Linked DNA regions of Cricetulus griseus: region 1 is linked to region 2. The links are chromatin contacts, called in public Hi-C maps. All regions are on one chromosome and are shown on one strand. Each heading gives the region's core, a stretch centred on a gene start, on an enhancer-like site or on the middle of the called end of the contact. The rest is flanking DNA. Distances are from core to core; before and after follow the strand shown. Region 1 overlaps Rnf125 (E3 ubiquitin-protein ligase RNF125). Region 2 overlaps Rnf125 (E3 ubiquitin-protein ligase RNF125).

Region 1 (7,390 bases), core at 589-3,088, 40 kb before region 2:
ATAGGGGGTGCAGCTGGCTACTGATTAACTCCAGGTTTAGTTCTGCCCCAAGGAAATCTAATGGAGTTCTCTGGTCTACACACAGGCACATGGGTCCATGCATCTGCATCTGCATGTGCACACACACACACACACACACACAGAGAGAGAGAGAGAGAGAGAGAGAGAGAGAGAGAGAGAGAAGAGAAGAATGAGAAGAGAAATATCTCCCTAGCAAGTTCAAGGTCAGTCTCAAAAAAAAAAAAAAAAACAGAATGGAGGACCATGTGACTTGTGTCACTCTGTTGATCATCAGGGTTACTTCACAGGGTTACTTCAGTTGATTTTGGCTGGCTATGCAGGAATCCCTTCCTCTCCACTCTGTGTCTCCCTCCCAGAGCTGTGTACATTGCAGAAGAGGCTGTTCTTTGGTGGAAGGTATCTACATAGCTGTGCTCCCCTGTGAAGACAGTTAAGTTCTCACATAGGAGACTCTACAAAAGTATATAAAATAAAAAAGGGAAGAAAAGGAGAAGAACCAAGGAAGTGCGGGAAGAAGTTTCAGAATGCCACATAAATACTCAAATACTGGCAGAGAAATTTCAAAATGACTCTTCATTACGTATGTAACAAAAGTAAACTAACTCTACAGTTACAATACTGCAGCCAGGACCTGGAGTCATTCCTAGATGTTGTGACTTTGCAGTTTGTCATTGTCATTTCCTGAAGGGTCTCCTTATGCAGCCCAGGACACCCTTGAACTCCAGATCCTGCTACCTCAACCTCCCAAGCACTGGGATTATAAAACTATACCATCATGCCCACTTTACAGTTTGTGGTTTCTGTTACTGCTGTTTTTGTCTAAGAGTGGTTCATGTAGCCAAGGTTGCTTCCAACTTGCTATATAACCAAGGATGACCTCGAACTCTTAATCCTCCAGCCTCTGCCCATGTGCAGGGTCTACAAGCTTGAGTCACCAAGCCTGGTGACTTTTGATTCTTCTTTTGATTCTTTTGTTGTTGTTTGTTTGTTTGTTTGTTTGTTTTTCGAGACAGGGTTTCCCTGTGTAGCTTTGAAGCCTATCCTGGCACTCACTCTGGAGACCAGGCTGGCCTCGAACTCACAGAGATCCGCCTGCCTCTGCCTCTGAGTGCTGGGATTAAAGGCGTGTGCCACCAAAGCCCAGCTTCTTTTGATTCTTGATGCAGTGCTTTCAATGCAACGCTAGTGGAGCTGAAGATGTCATCACAAGGAAACCCTAGAATTGAGTATTCTGGCTCTAGATTAGTTAATTTAGCATGGCCAATTTGGAGGGAACAAGAAAAGGAAGAAGGTCTTTATGCTAGGGCTCATGAAAAGTAGGCTGCCTTCAAATCCACAACGGGTAAAGGAACAAATCTGTCAGAAGAGTGAGCCCCTGAGATCTCCTGGAGGTGAAGAAACCTCTGGTTGCAGGCCTGTTACTGTGCTATCCCAGAAAATTGGATATAGGCCATCCAGTAAACTGATTCCAGACTCCTCTCCCATCATCTGCTGTGAGAAATTGCCCGGGACAATTTCTGAGAAATTGTCTGAGTTTCTTTTGAGTCATTGCCTACAGTAACTCACTTTGTGTTGGTATAAAATATGCCTGAAACTGGATGTTTTGTAACTTAGAGAGGTGTATTTGGCTGAAACATATCCAGCCATCCTACTGGTACTCTGCAGTTATGTGAGGACTAGCTGATTGGTTTTGCTGAGAAAACTAAGTGTCATCCATTCCAAATGGGTAACAGGCCAAAAGATACCCAACTGGCACATGACTTACTGCAGAATGTGGGGCTGGGGAGACTATATGACTCAGCAGATAAGGCATTTCCTGCCAAGGCTGACAACCAGAGCTTAGATCCCAATGGCCACATAGTGGAAGCAGAGCATGTTTCCCTCTGATCTCCACACAGATGACATGGCAAGCTCACTCCCCAACACACATAGTCACACCAAAATCAACAGATGTAACCTGTGTTTTAAAGGAACTGAAAGATTCTGCTATGAGGAGAAGCATTTCTTTATAAAAGAAATGAAACAAACCTTTCATCATTCTCTCCTTGTTGGGAGCCCTGAGTGTTAGATATTTTTGCCTCTGGGGCAAAAAGTAGCTAAGTGAATGACTGTGAGTGGAAAATGCCAAAAGTGGGCATCAGGTCCCCTGGAGTAGGAGTTGCAAGTGGTTGTGTCTCATGGCATTTGTGACACTCATGCACTCACACCCCACATAAATAAATGCATATACAAAAGAAAATTTAAATATACATACAAATGCAATAGAGTAAGCTAAAAACAATATTTTTTTTGAGACAAGGCTTCTCTATTATGTAACCCTGGCTGAATTTGGTACTCCTATAAACCAGATCTAACTCAAGCTCACAGAGTTCCACCTTCCTCTGCCTCCAGAGTGCTGGGATTAAAGGCATGTACCATGCCCAACAAAAACAACTTTTAAATGCAAGCTGTGGTTGAGCTACTTACTCTTAAATACTGGATTAGAGTGAGTAAATCTCATCTTCTTTATTGTCTCCCTCTCAGTAGCCTATGCTTCTCTACACAGGTCCATTTGAGTCTGCACTTCATTCTAATCTGGTTTAGACTACAGAAGTTCACATTTAGGAGCAGGCGTTAGCTGGCTCAGTGGTCCAGCACTTGCTTGGGATACATGGGGCCTTTGATTAGATCACCAGCTCTACAAAACAAAGCTACAGGAGCTGAGCATGGGGGTGGGGGAGTAGCTCTATGGCAGTGCTTGCCTCCCATGCAAGAGGTTCTTGGTCTAGTACCAAAACAGCAGAAACTGGGCGTGGTAGCATGCACCTGTAATGCCAGCCCTCAGAAGCATGCTGATCAGAAGTTCAAGATCATCACTGGCTACATAATGAATTGGATACATAAAACTCTATCTAATAAGTGAAGGAGACAGGGCATGGTAGCTTCAATCTGTAATTCAGCACTCAGAAGGATGAGGCAGGAAAATTACCTCAAGTTCCAAGTTTGCTCCCCACCCCCACCCCCAACTGTGCAAGAGATACTGTCTAAAAAAAAAAAAAAAGTTTAATTCAATTAGATAAGGTCAGGGTAGTAGACCCAACATGGTTGAATCTTGATAGCTTATAAAAGATTGAACACACACATGCACACACGCTGCTTCTTGCCATGTGACACCGTCTGCCACCATTGGGACTTTGCCATTACAAAGGCAGAGTCTGTTACCAGAGGCAGCCCTTGGACCTTGGATCACATCCACAAGAGCAAATAAACCTCTTCTCCATAAAGTTACCCAACCACAGCATTGCACTGCAATAACACAAACTAATGTAAGTGGCCTCCTTTTTCTCTTCCTTTCTCCATGACCCCAGTTCAGAATGTATTTCACCAAAACACACATATTTATGGATGTAAAAGAGAAACAAATGTTTGATAAGGCCTTGATCTTTGTTCTGTATGTGTTGCACATGTTCTCTTATCTGTTCTTCCTTTCCTATTATATATTGAATTTTTAAAACTCATTAATTGATTTCACAACTATAAAGGGTCATGAGCTGCTTTTGAAAACAGTTTTGGCAGATACTGCTGTGTGACTCAGAAGTTTCTCCTCTCTTCCCCTTTGCTGTTTCTTTTACCTGAGAGCCATGCCAGTATTACCTGCTAAAGTGATCAGCAAAGATGAACCTGGGTAACAACAGAGTGGGGGAAGTGAGAGCAATCACCGACATTTCTTCCAAGTCATATTAAGCACAGAAGTACACTTCACGATCTCAGAAAGAGATGAGCAAAAAGAAGAAAACACCACATATGGTATCCACCTGCAATTCCCATACCTGGAACACAGAGACAAGTGGATCAGATGTCCAAGGTCATCCTCAGATACATAATGAGTTCAGAGCCAACCTGAGCTACAGGAGAGCCACCCAGTCCCATTTAAAAGGCAGAGAGCATGGCTCATGATTGTGCTGTATTCTTATTCTGTTCAACACTTTTCAACTCAATGACAAAATGCCTGAGAAAACAACTTGGGGAGATTCAGATGAATTCATCATCAGTTGGCTGCATGTTTTAGGTCTGAGATGAGGCAGAAGACAATGTGGGAAGGGTGTGACACAGCAGTTGCTAACCTCAGGAAGCAGAGAGAGCAAGGAGGAGTGCCCAGGGCCCTCCTCATTACCTACTTCCTCCAGCTAGGTCCTGCCTCCTAGTTTGCACACTTTCCAGCAATGCCACCAAATTGCAAATGAGACCCTATCCAAAAAAAGAGAGGGGGAAATGGAAGATGGTGGCTCATGTCTATAATCCCAGGAGTGGGTGATACATGCCTATAATCCCAGCAATTGAGACACCAAGGCAGGAGGATTGCAAGCTCAAGGCCTGAGTTGGGCTACATATTAAGTTCTAGGCCAGCTTTGACAATTTAGTGAGATCCTGACTCAAAATAAAAAGTAAAAGGAGTTCGGAATGCTTGGTGCATTCTCCAGTATTACACACACACACACACACACACACCCATACCTATTATTTCCTACAGTGAAGTATAAGAGCTGGTGGCAAAGAAAAGGGAAGAAATTGGAGAAAGCAAGTGCTGTGAGCTTCAGGACAATAAAAGGGCTAATGTGAGCAGCATGGTGAGATCCAAGTCAGGACACAGTTGAGACCCTGCCTCAAAAAATGAAAAGTTTGCCAGGAAGTGGTGGTACACACCTTTAATACCAGCACTGAGGAGGCAGAGGCAGGTAGCTGTCTGAGTTCAAAGCCAGCCTGGTGTACAGAATGAATTTCAGGACAGTCAGGACTACACAGAGAAACCCTGTCTCAAAAAAATAAGAAATGTTCACTTTGTTTAAAGCTGCTGTCTAAAATGATCATTAGTGTGACCCTTTCCCCACTGTCCCAGAAAAATGTTCTCTGTGTTATCTCCTTTCACTTGCTAAGTCGATGAATACTCAGGCACTGGTCCCAGTTTAGGTTTAAACTTTGTTCCAAGTGTTTTAATAATGGCAAGATTCTGTTTCATTTTTCAAGCCACAGACTTTTAGCCTAAATTGAGACAGTCACTGGGAGAAGCAAGGCCAATTAACAAACATTCGGTTCTGGGGATGTAAGAAAACAACAAACAAAAACAAAACAAAAGCTTGAGTAGTTTTGAGCAGTTCTGCTCATCCTGGGCTCCCTCCATTCTCTGAAGTCAGGCCAGAGAAAGCTTGTGAATGTGTATGGATCTTCATCTTCACTGCAGTCCTCTCAAGAACTTAGCCAGGGCTTGAAGACACAGATATTTGGTAGAGTGTTGCCTAGTATGTATGAGGCCATGGGTTAAATCGCGATTACAGAAAAGCATTGAGGTCACAGCTGGGGGTGTAGCTCAACTGATGGAGTGCTTGTCTAGTGTGCACAAAGTCTCTTGGTTTGGTTTGATCCCTAGCATAAATACATCAGGCACCAGGCATGGTGGAGCCTATAATCCTAGCACTCAGGAATCACAGGCAGGCAAGTCAGAAGTTCAAGGTCATTTTTTGTACCTGAGCCTGAGCTACATCTATACACAAACAAAACAAAATGAAAAGTGAGGTCATCTAGCTTTTGCCTTACTGAAAGTTTAATACAGAAGCTAGAAAGATGGCTCAGCAATAAGAGAACAGAGCATCTGAGTTCAAATCCCAGCATTCACACAATGGCTCACAACTATATAACAAAGGATATGACACACTCTTCTGGTCTTCTCAGCTACCAGGCATGCATGTTATGCACAGACATACAAGCAAAACATGCATACACACAAAATAAATAAATCAATAAGCTTAATGGGGGGGTAAAGTGCATCTCAGTGGTACAGTGCTTGTACTATACAGGAAGCACAATTCAGTTTTCTATGGCAAAAATCTAAAACGGATTTAACATGTTTCAAGATATCTCATTCTCAACTAGGCATGGTGGAACAGCATAGTGATCCTAGCACATCGGAGGCTGATGCAGAAGGATTGCCATGAGGTTGAGTTTGATAGTAACTTGAGCTACACAGTAAGACCCTGTCTTAAAGCAAAGTCAGCACCATGTCTTGTACTTGTGGCATCAGAGTCCTAATACCACTTTGTGCTATGTTCCAAGTAGACCCCCATACATATTTCTTGAATTGAATTGACTTGAGTTCTAGAAATGGGAAAAAATTAACTGCTGGGGAAGGGGATTGGATTTACATAAAGGAAGACTTGCAACACAATGCTTCTAAACTTGTCCTTATACTCCCCAGAGTGTCCTTAAGGAGATGGCACAGATGGGGTCGAGAAGCCCTCGACCCCAGCCTAACAAGCTTTTCCTTTTAATTTGTTTTAATTTCAATTCTGTGTATTGTTAGTGGGGGATACTCACCTGCATGGTGTCCATGTGGAAGCCAGAACTTTTGAGAGTCGGTTCTTTCCCTCCGTCGTGGGATATGGAGGTCAAATTCAGCACAGGCCTGCACAGCAAGCCCTTTACCTTACCAGCCATTGTGCTCCCCCAACTCTGCCTTAAATCACCACGAGTGGAATAACCTAAGCAACCACAGCCAGTGTGTCACTGTCATTCTTTTCCCTTCATGTCACAGCCTTCTAGCAAAGGTGTTTTCAATGTGTCAATTAAAAAAAGTATTATACTTACTTATTTTACATGTGCATGTGGTGGGGGGCACAGTTCATGTGTGGAGACCAGAAGTCAATAGCTTTGGATAGTTCTCTCCTTCTGCCATGTAAGTCGAAGGAATAAAACTAAGGTTGTCAGGCTTTTGTGACAAGCTCACCGAAGCAATTTCTCCCAAATTCCCAATGTAGCTGAAAATGACCTTGAATTTCTGGGCCTCTGTCATCTACCTCCAAAGTGCTGAGATAGACTTAGTGTTTGTACCACACCACACCAGCCTGGTGTATGCAATACTAAAGATCAAATATAGAGAAGGCTTTGAGAGTTAGGTAAGCACTCCACCAACTGAGATACACCTGAAGCTCAGAAAGGTTTTGGGGTTTTTGTTGTTGTTATTTAGTTTTGCTTTTTTTTTTAATAAAGGAGAAATTATCGTATAAGAAGATATGCTTTGGGCCAGGCAGTAGCAGCAAATACCTTTAATCCCAGCACTTGGGAGGCAGAGGCAGGCAGATCTCTGTGAGGTCAAGGCCAGCCTGGTCTACAGAGTGAGTTCCAGGACAGCCAAGACTATTTCACAGAGAAACCACCCCCCTCTAAAAAAAAATTTGTAAAGAATTTTAGTAGCAAGTATCTAAAACTAGGAGTCTGAGACAGTCACATGCAGAGACCCCAAAGACAAGGCCTGGGAGGATTGGAAAGCTGTTTGTCAAATAAATGTGTGCTGTGACTCCCGGGATCACCCGACCCAGTGACCTAATTCATGCTGAGC
Region 2 (7,094 bases), core at 3,950-6,449:
CAGGCCCTTGAGCTCAAAAGGCTAGCAGTCTAGCACTGAGCTACACCCCCAACTACAGTGCTTTCATTCTTAGAGATGCACAGTTCAAAGGCTTCCTTCTTAGCTTAAAGTGAAACCATCTTACCATATTGTGTATTATAGGTATTTGTTATCTGCTTGTGTATTATCAATTAGTGAGAATTCTCTAGAGAAACCATCTAGAGGATGTGTGCCTCTGTGTGCTTGTTTTGGTCAGCCTCTGGGGTATAACTGAGTTTGGTGAAGATGGTAGACAGAAGTTTTGTGGCTTTTCCTCCTGAGATGAGAATAAGCATCTACTCACTCCAGATAGGACATCAATGATGACCAAAGGGATTATTATTTCAAGTTTGGCTTGGTCAAAGAATGAGTTGTTTTGGGGGGTTACTTACAGGAACATAGGTGACCAGAGGCTTTGTCCCCACAAACCCCCATCCTAGGGTGGATGATGAACCTAAAGAGCTGTGTCCCTGGAGCTCCCTGGACAACCTCTAGGTACCTCCCCACTCAAGAGTTGCCTCTCCACTAGCAATTGTTAAAGGTTTATCTCTAGGTGTGTGGGGGTGGGTGGGTGTGTGCATGTGCCCTCACTGTGATGTGTATTTGTGGGTACGTGCACACTAATGTAGGTGCCTTCAGATGCCAGAAGAGGGAGCTGGATTCCCCAGGGCTGGGGTTGCAGTGTTTGTGCTCCGATATGGATGCTAGGAACAGAACTCAGGTCCTCAAGAAGAGCAGGAAGTGCTCTTAGCCACTGAATTATCTCTCCATCCCCTAGAGTTTTCTTGTTTCTGTAACGAAATGCCAGAGAAGCAACTAAGGGGAGGATTTATTTAGGTTTTATGTTTTAAATTGATTAGTCATATCACAAAAAAGTAGTTTTAAAAGTAGAATAGGAGAAAAGGAATTTGTACATTTGCTTTAATTTTGTCAGAGAACTAGGGAAAGGGAATTATTGAATAGAAACTATGAACTGAACTAAAAAGGAACCTGATTTACAGTTAAAGAGAAAAAACCCTAAAGTTTTAGGGATACTGTTCATTGGTAAAGCACTTGCATAAAATGTGCAAGGTTCAGTGCCCAGAACCTGAAAAATCAACTGTTCTGAGTGTTATAGACATGCCTGCTGAAGGAGGTTGGGGATGCATGTTGGCTACCTTGTGACTATGACCAAGGCAATTTATAAAAGAAATAATTTATTTGGGCATATGGAAGGCATGGTGGGCAGAGTATGAGGCAGCTGATCATATTTAGTCTACAGTCAGGAGGCAGAGGGAGATGAATTATGAAGCAGCTAGATTAATCCTTCCCTTTTTATTCAGTCTGGGGCCCCAGCCCCTGGGATAGTGCCTCCAAGATTCTGGCTGGATTTTCTTTAGTTAACCTTCTTTGAAGCTGCCTCTGAAACATATCCAGAAGTGTGCCTCCTTCGAGGTTCCATATCCAGTTGAACTGATGGAGAAGATGAGCTATCACAGACTCTTCTCTTTTTTTTTCCAACTTTTTTTATTTGAATTAGAAACAGGATTGTTTTACATGACAATCCCAGTTCTCTTCTCCCACCTGTCCTCCCCTACCCTCCCCAACTAAAACCTTATTTGTCACATATCTTTTCTGCTCCCCCTGGATGGTGACACCATAGGGTGTCATCAGAGTCTATCATATCCTTTGGGAGAGGGCCTAGGCCCACCCCCGTGTGTCTTGGCTCAGGCAGTATTCCTCTATGTGGAGTGGGCTCCCAAAGTCCACACCTATGCTAGGGATAAATACTGAGCTTCTACAGGAGGTCCCATAGATTTCTGAGGTTTCCTCACAGAAACCCATGTTCCTGGGGTCTGGATCAGTCCCATGCTGGTATTTCAACTATCAGACTGGGGAGCAAGAGTTCCCGGATGATCAGGTCAGCTGTTTCTGTGGGTTTCACCAGCCTGATCTGGATCTCTGTGCTCTTCACTGATCCTTCTCTGCATCTGGGTTCCAGTTCAGTTCGGTGATTAGTTATGGGTATCTGCTTTTACTTCCATCAGCTGCTGGATGAAAGCTATAGGATGGCATATAAGTCAGTCATCAATCTCATAATCAGGGGAGGGCATTTAAGGTAGCCTTTCCTCTGTTGCTGAGATAGTTAGCTGGTATCATCTTTGTAGATCTCCAGACATTTCCCTAGTGCCTGATTTCTCTGTAAACCAAAAATGTCTCCCTTTATTATATCTCCATTCTTGTTATCATGTATTCTTCCCCTGACTCAAACTTTCTGCTCCCTCATGTCCTCAGCATCCCTCTTCTTCTCCCCTTCTCATTCTCCTAGCTCCCTCCCCCATCACAGATTCTTCTAACTTCATTTGCATCCTGAGTTTTATGAGTTCTCCTCTCCCTTCTAGGAGGGGATGCTGGGATTGCTGATATGTGCCACCATGCTCAGCTCCTCCTGTAGACTTAACATGAACATTAAAAAACAAAGGTTAATTCTGTGCAGCCCTGTGGGAAGGTATGAGGGTAAGGAAATTAGTTTGGCTACAACTAATTGGTACCAATTAGGCTTTTTTTCTTAGGTTGGTTTTTGTTTTTATTTTGTTTTGTTGACCAAACCATTGTCATTTTCAATATTAGTATATGGTGGAAAGTTTCTACTTTCCTGGAAATTTTCACCTGCCTCATATATACTTTCAGACTTTATCATCAGAAAGGAAGAAGCAAGTTCAAGGCCATGAAACTCAGATGGGGGCAGGGGCATATATACTCAGGTTATAAGATGGTATTGGGGCTTGAACCCTGAGTTTGTGCATGCTATGCAAGCACTCTACCAGCTGAGCCACATCCCTGGCTCCAATGATCTATGATTTCTCTGTAAGAATTTTAAGATAAAACTGATGATTAGACTCAAGCCCTCCATGTCCCTGAACACACTCCAGTGTGTGTGTGAAGCCTTTTGTGTCACAGCAATTGGAGAATTCCTGAGTACCATTGTTCTAGTTGAACACTCCATTTTTTTTTTCAAGACAGGGTTTCTCTGTGGCTTTGGAGGCTGTCCTGGAACTAGCTCTTGTAGACCAGGATGGTCTCGAACTCACAGAGATCCGCCTGCCTCTGCTTCCCGAGTGCTGGGATTAAAGGCGTGCGCCACCACCACCCGTCGAACACTCCATTTTTTTAAAAAAGATTTTATTTATTTATTATGTATACAACATTCTGCTTCCATATATATCTGTACATCAGAAGAGGGCACCAGATCTCATTACAGATGGTTGTGAGCCACCATGTGGTTGCTGGGAATTCAACTCAGGACCTCTGGAAGAGCAGTCAGTGCTCTTAATCTCTGAGCCATCTCTCCAGGCCCAGAACACTCCTTTTAAAAGCAAAATGCCACCACTCTGTAAAGGTTTGGCAATTAAATGTTGGATATTGGTTGGATTAATGAGTATAAGTGACTCCAAAAAAAAAAAAGTTTGTACAATTTGGTGTCATTCCATAGTACCAGCCATCTCTCTCTCTCTCTCTCTCTCTCTCTCTCTCTCTCTCTCTCTCTCTCTCTCTCTCTCTCTCTCTCTGTGTGTGTGTGTGTGTGTGTGTGTGTGTGTTACCCTATAGCAGAATATTAGCCTGTGACTGTTGTCTCTGGTTAACAACTCCCCATATTCCATTTCCATGCTTAGCCATTTAACTAGCCATCTCAAGGTTTGAATTTGGCATTGTATCACACATCCATAGAGAAGCTTTGTGTTGGGTTTCTCAGTTAAAAGGTTAGACCCTACCATGTGCTGCCCACAGCCCCCTCCAGAACTCTCCCCTCCAGAACCCTCCCCTTCCCCCCAGAAAGTCCCCGGGGCTTCTCTTTCCTGTTTCAATTCATTTCGAGTTCAGTTTTGCTCTGAGATTGGGACATAAGTCTCTCCAGTGTCCTTAGCTGTTTTCCTGTTTCCTTCCAGCACTCTGCTGGCCTCTTTATTACAGGGATTTGGCTAACTACTTAATTTAGACAAATAAAATGGGGCTCTAAAATAACAAATTGCAGTGGTGTAATTAAGTTTCCAGCTGGTTTCAGGGTTGGTCCAGTCATTATGGAGTTCCTTATTGATTTTCTCCTGCTGTGCTACAAGTGAGGCAAGAGGAGTGCTGAAGCAGAGGGCCACACTCTTCAGAGGGCTCTGCTCAGCGCTTCCTGGAGATGGCACTGGAGTGGCACTGGGCTAGTAAGACAAGTCTCACAGCAGAGCCAGGACACTGGATTCATGTGGGAAATCTGATCTTAAAGCCCTGGTATTGCATCTGGAAGGTTTCCTTTTGTCCATCATATTTTTATTTAGAAATTACATTTATTTATTTTATGTGGGGTGTATGTGGAAGGGTGTATGTGCCACATTGCCCGTGTAGAGGTAACTGGTGATAGATGCTTTTTGCTACTGGGTGTTTCACTGACTGCATTCAGAGTTTTTTGAAAACAAGGAGCCAGACTGGTTTTTCTTGCTGCTGCTGTTTGAGACACAGGGTCTCACTATGTAGTCTTGGCTGGCCTGTAGACAAGACTGGTCTTGAACTCACAAGGATTCTCCAGCCTCTGCCTCCTGGGTACTGGGATTAAGGAGTGTTCCACCATGTTGGGCTGGAGTGAGGTTTTCAAAATGGGGTGCCATTTACATCCATGTTCAGCTTTAATCTTTAAACTACATATTCTCTTTGTGTTAATCCTTCCTTTTGTGATTTCTCACTTCATAGCCTCCTGGTAGGTCAGGTTAAACAATCAAATACCTCCTTTCCTAGTGTCCATTCCTCTCCCTTGGGGTCTTCATTGCAAAAAAAAAAAAAAAAAAAATCACACTCTTTTTGAGACAAGCTGTCATGTAGAGTCCAGACTGGTCAACTGTTTATGGCATTGGGGTTGATCCTGAACTGTGGCCCCTCCTGCTGTCACCTTCCAAATGCTGGGATTATAGGCATGCTCCACAGCATCCGGGGCTTTGTGCACAAACACCCCATCAGCTGGCTACAGGACACCACAGTATGATTTACTCATGGGAACATTGGGAATTCCCAGAAAAGTCTCTATTGGGCAATTTCTCCTGATTGTTATGTCAACTTTCTGACAGAGTTCTGAGCAGCTGCAATTGTGCCTGGGTTGTGTAGGAGGGAGCCTGTGTTGGAAGTGGTCCTGTGATCTTTCTCACAGTGTTACTGTAATTGCCTCGTCATCACAGAAAGTTTTTGTTTTGCTTCTCAGCTTTACTGAGGTGATACAGTGTGACTCATACAGTGTACCCTGGTTGATGAACTGCAGCAATTGTTCATGGCCTGTAACAACACCACATGGAGATTTGGAACAGTTGGTTCCCTTACCCTGAGAAATCCCTTCCTGCCCTTTGTGGTCAGTCCCCCTATGGCTAGCCCCATCAGCACCATCTGCTTCTGGCATCCAAATTAGGGATCATACAGCTAGTAGCTCTTTCACTTGTAAAAAGAATATGGCTTTTATTTTGCCTGTCTTGTCCCTTTGCCAAAGTCAACTGCCATTTGCTGGTATAAGGCACCAGTATGTCTTGACTTTTTGAGTCATGGTCTTGTATATCAAATTCACTAATGTGGCTAAGATGACCCTGAATTCCTCCTCCCTCCACCTCGGGATTTCTGAGATTACCAGTATGTACAACCATGTCTCCTTTATACAGTGGTGGGGATGGGACTTGGGGCTGCATCTGTGCAAGGCAAGCACTCTACCAGCTGAACTCTACTCCTAACCCAGTATAGGGTTTTAGAGACAGGGTCTCATATGGCTCAATCTAGTCCTGAAACACATTAGACTTAGGACACATTAGACTTCTGATCCTCCTTATGCTTCCTAGGTGTCAGGTTTACAGGTTTGTTCTCCCATACCCAGCTGAAGGCATCAAAGTGTCTTGAAATAAATTTATTCTAAACTTAAAAGTATATGAAGTGGTTCATTTTTTTGTAGGACCTAGAATGACCTATGAAATGTCATTTCTGCTTATTTCTGAATATCTTTCTACTACTCTCAGCTTTGGCCGAGGTTTTATGTTTTAAGAGCAGGCTTGTGGACTGAAAGTGTATTCTTGAAAAGTACGTATTGCAAGTGGTTCAAACAATCAACTAAAAGTAATATATTTTTTCATGGTTCTCTGGACCAGCACTTAGGATGGCCTTGAACTTGTGTTTTCTTCCTCTTGAGTTTAGGCTGGCCCTTGTCTATTCATCTCTCACTGCACAGCTCAGTTTATGCCCGAGGATTCCTAGCAGCCTTCCTGAACCTCAGCCAAGTGGTCCCTAGCTGGTGTAGGTTCTGGTTTTGCTTCCATTAGGAAAGAATTCCCAGTGGTTCTCCAGATTCCCTTGGACTCATGCCACTCTTTTCCTGTTTAGTTTTTGGAAAGGGTCTTGTAGCTCACTCAGGCTATCCTAGAACTCTCATATGGAGCCCAGGTTGACTGAAATCCCCTGCCTCGGTCTCCCAAGTACTGGGAGTATTTTTTTTTTTTTTGGTTTTTCAAGACAGGGTTTCTCTGTGTAGCTTTGGAGCCTATCTCTGGAGACCAGGCTAGCCTCAAACTCACAGAGATCCACCTGCCTCTTCCTCCCAAGTGCTGGGATTAAAGGTGTGCACCACCAACGCCCAGCAAGTACTGGGAACATTACCATGCTGATTTAATTTTTTTCTAATAAGACAAAGGATATACCCATGTTTTTATTTCATTCCTCTACCTCCTTCCCCTTTTTTGTTTTGTTTTTTGTTTTGTTTTGTTTTGTTTGAGGCTAGACTAGACTCAAATTGGCTATTAAGCTGGGGGTGACCTTGAACTTCCAATTTTCCTGACTCCATCTCCCATGTGTGCCACCATGCCCACCTTAAAACTTCAGGTCTTATTAAACCAAGTACTTCTGCAGTCTCTTATCCGACTCCCATTGAATGAGGGTTTATCTGCTGGTATGTAAGTCATGTGAGCAGATAATTCAGGTTGGAGCCACTGATGGTGTATTTGGAATAAATTTTTATTTTAGTTGAACATTTGGACCATTTGTAGCCAGGCAGTGGTGGTTCACCCCTTTAATCCCAGCACTCAGAAGGCAGA

Evidence for each region. A called contact is a pair of places that touch in the nucleus more often than the background predicts.
Region 1: a contact with region 2 is called in a Hi-C map of fibroblasts, with 5 times the contacts expected there. The contact joins two enhancer-like sites. A contact is called at or near these places in 5 of 8 Hi-C or Micro-C datasets (the CHK-Q cell line, the CHL-YN cell line, the CHO-K1 cell line and 2 more).

What each region holds. Positions count from the first base shown.
Region 1 is chr2:216,083,534-216,090,923 of CriGri-PICRH-1.0, reverse strand. All of the region lies in intron 1 of Rnf125 (E3 ubiquitin-protein ligase RNF125), which reads left to right. Among named protein-coding and RNA genes, the nearest start is that of Rnf125, 24 kb to the left of the region's middle. Within about 2 kb of position 1,838, at least 2 of the 6 cell types and tissues checked have open chromatin away from gene starts, as enhancers often do. A contact at or near this core is called in fibroblasts, where this site is marked.
Region 2 is chr2:216,046,791-216,053,884 of CriGri-PICRH-1.0, reverse strand. The region is part of intron 1 of Rnf125 (E3 ubiquitin-protein ligase RNF125); the gene reads left to right. Among named protein-coding and RNA genes, the nearest start is that of Rnf138, 30 kb to the right of the region's middle. Within about 2 kb of position 5,199, at least 3 of the 6 cell types and tissues checked have open chromatin away from gene starts, as enhancers often do. A contact at or near this core is called in fibroblasts, where this site is marked.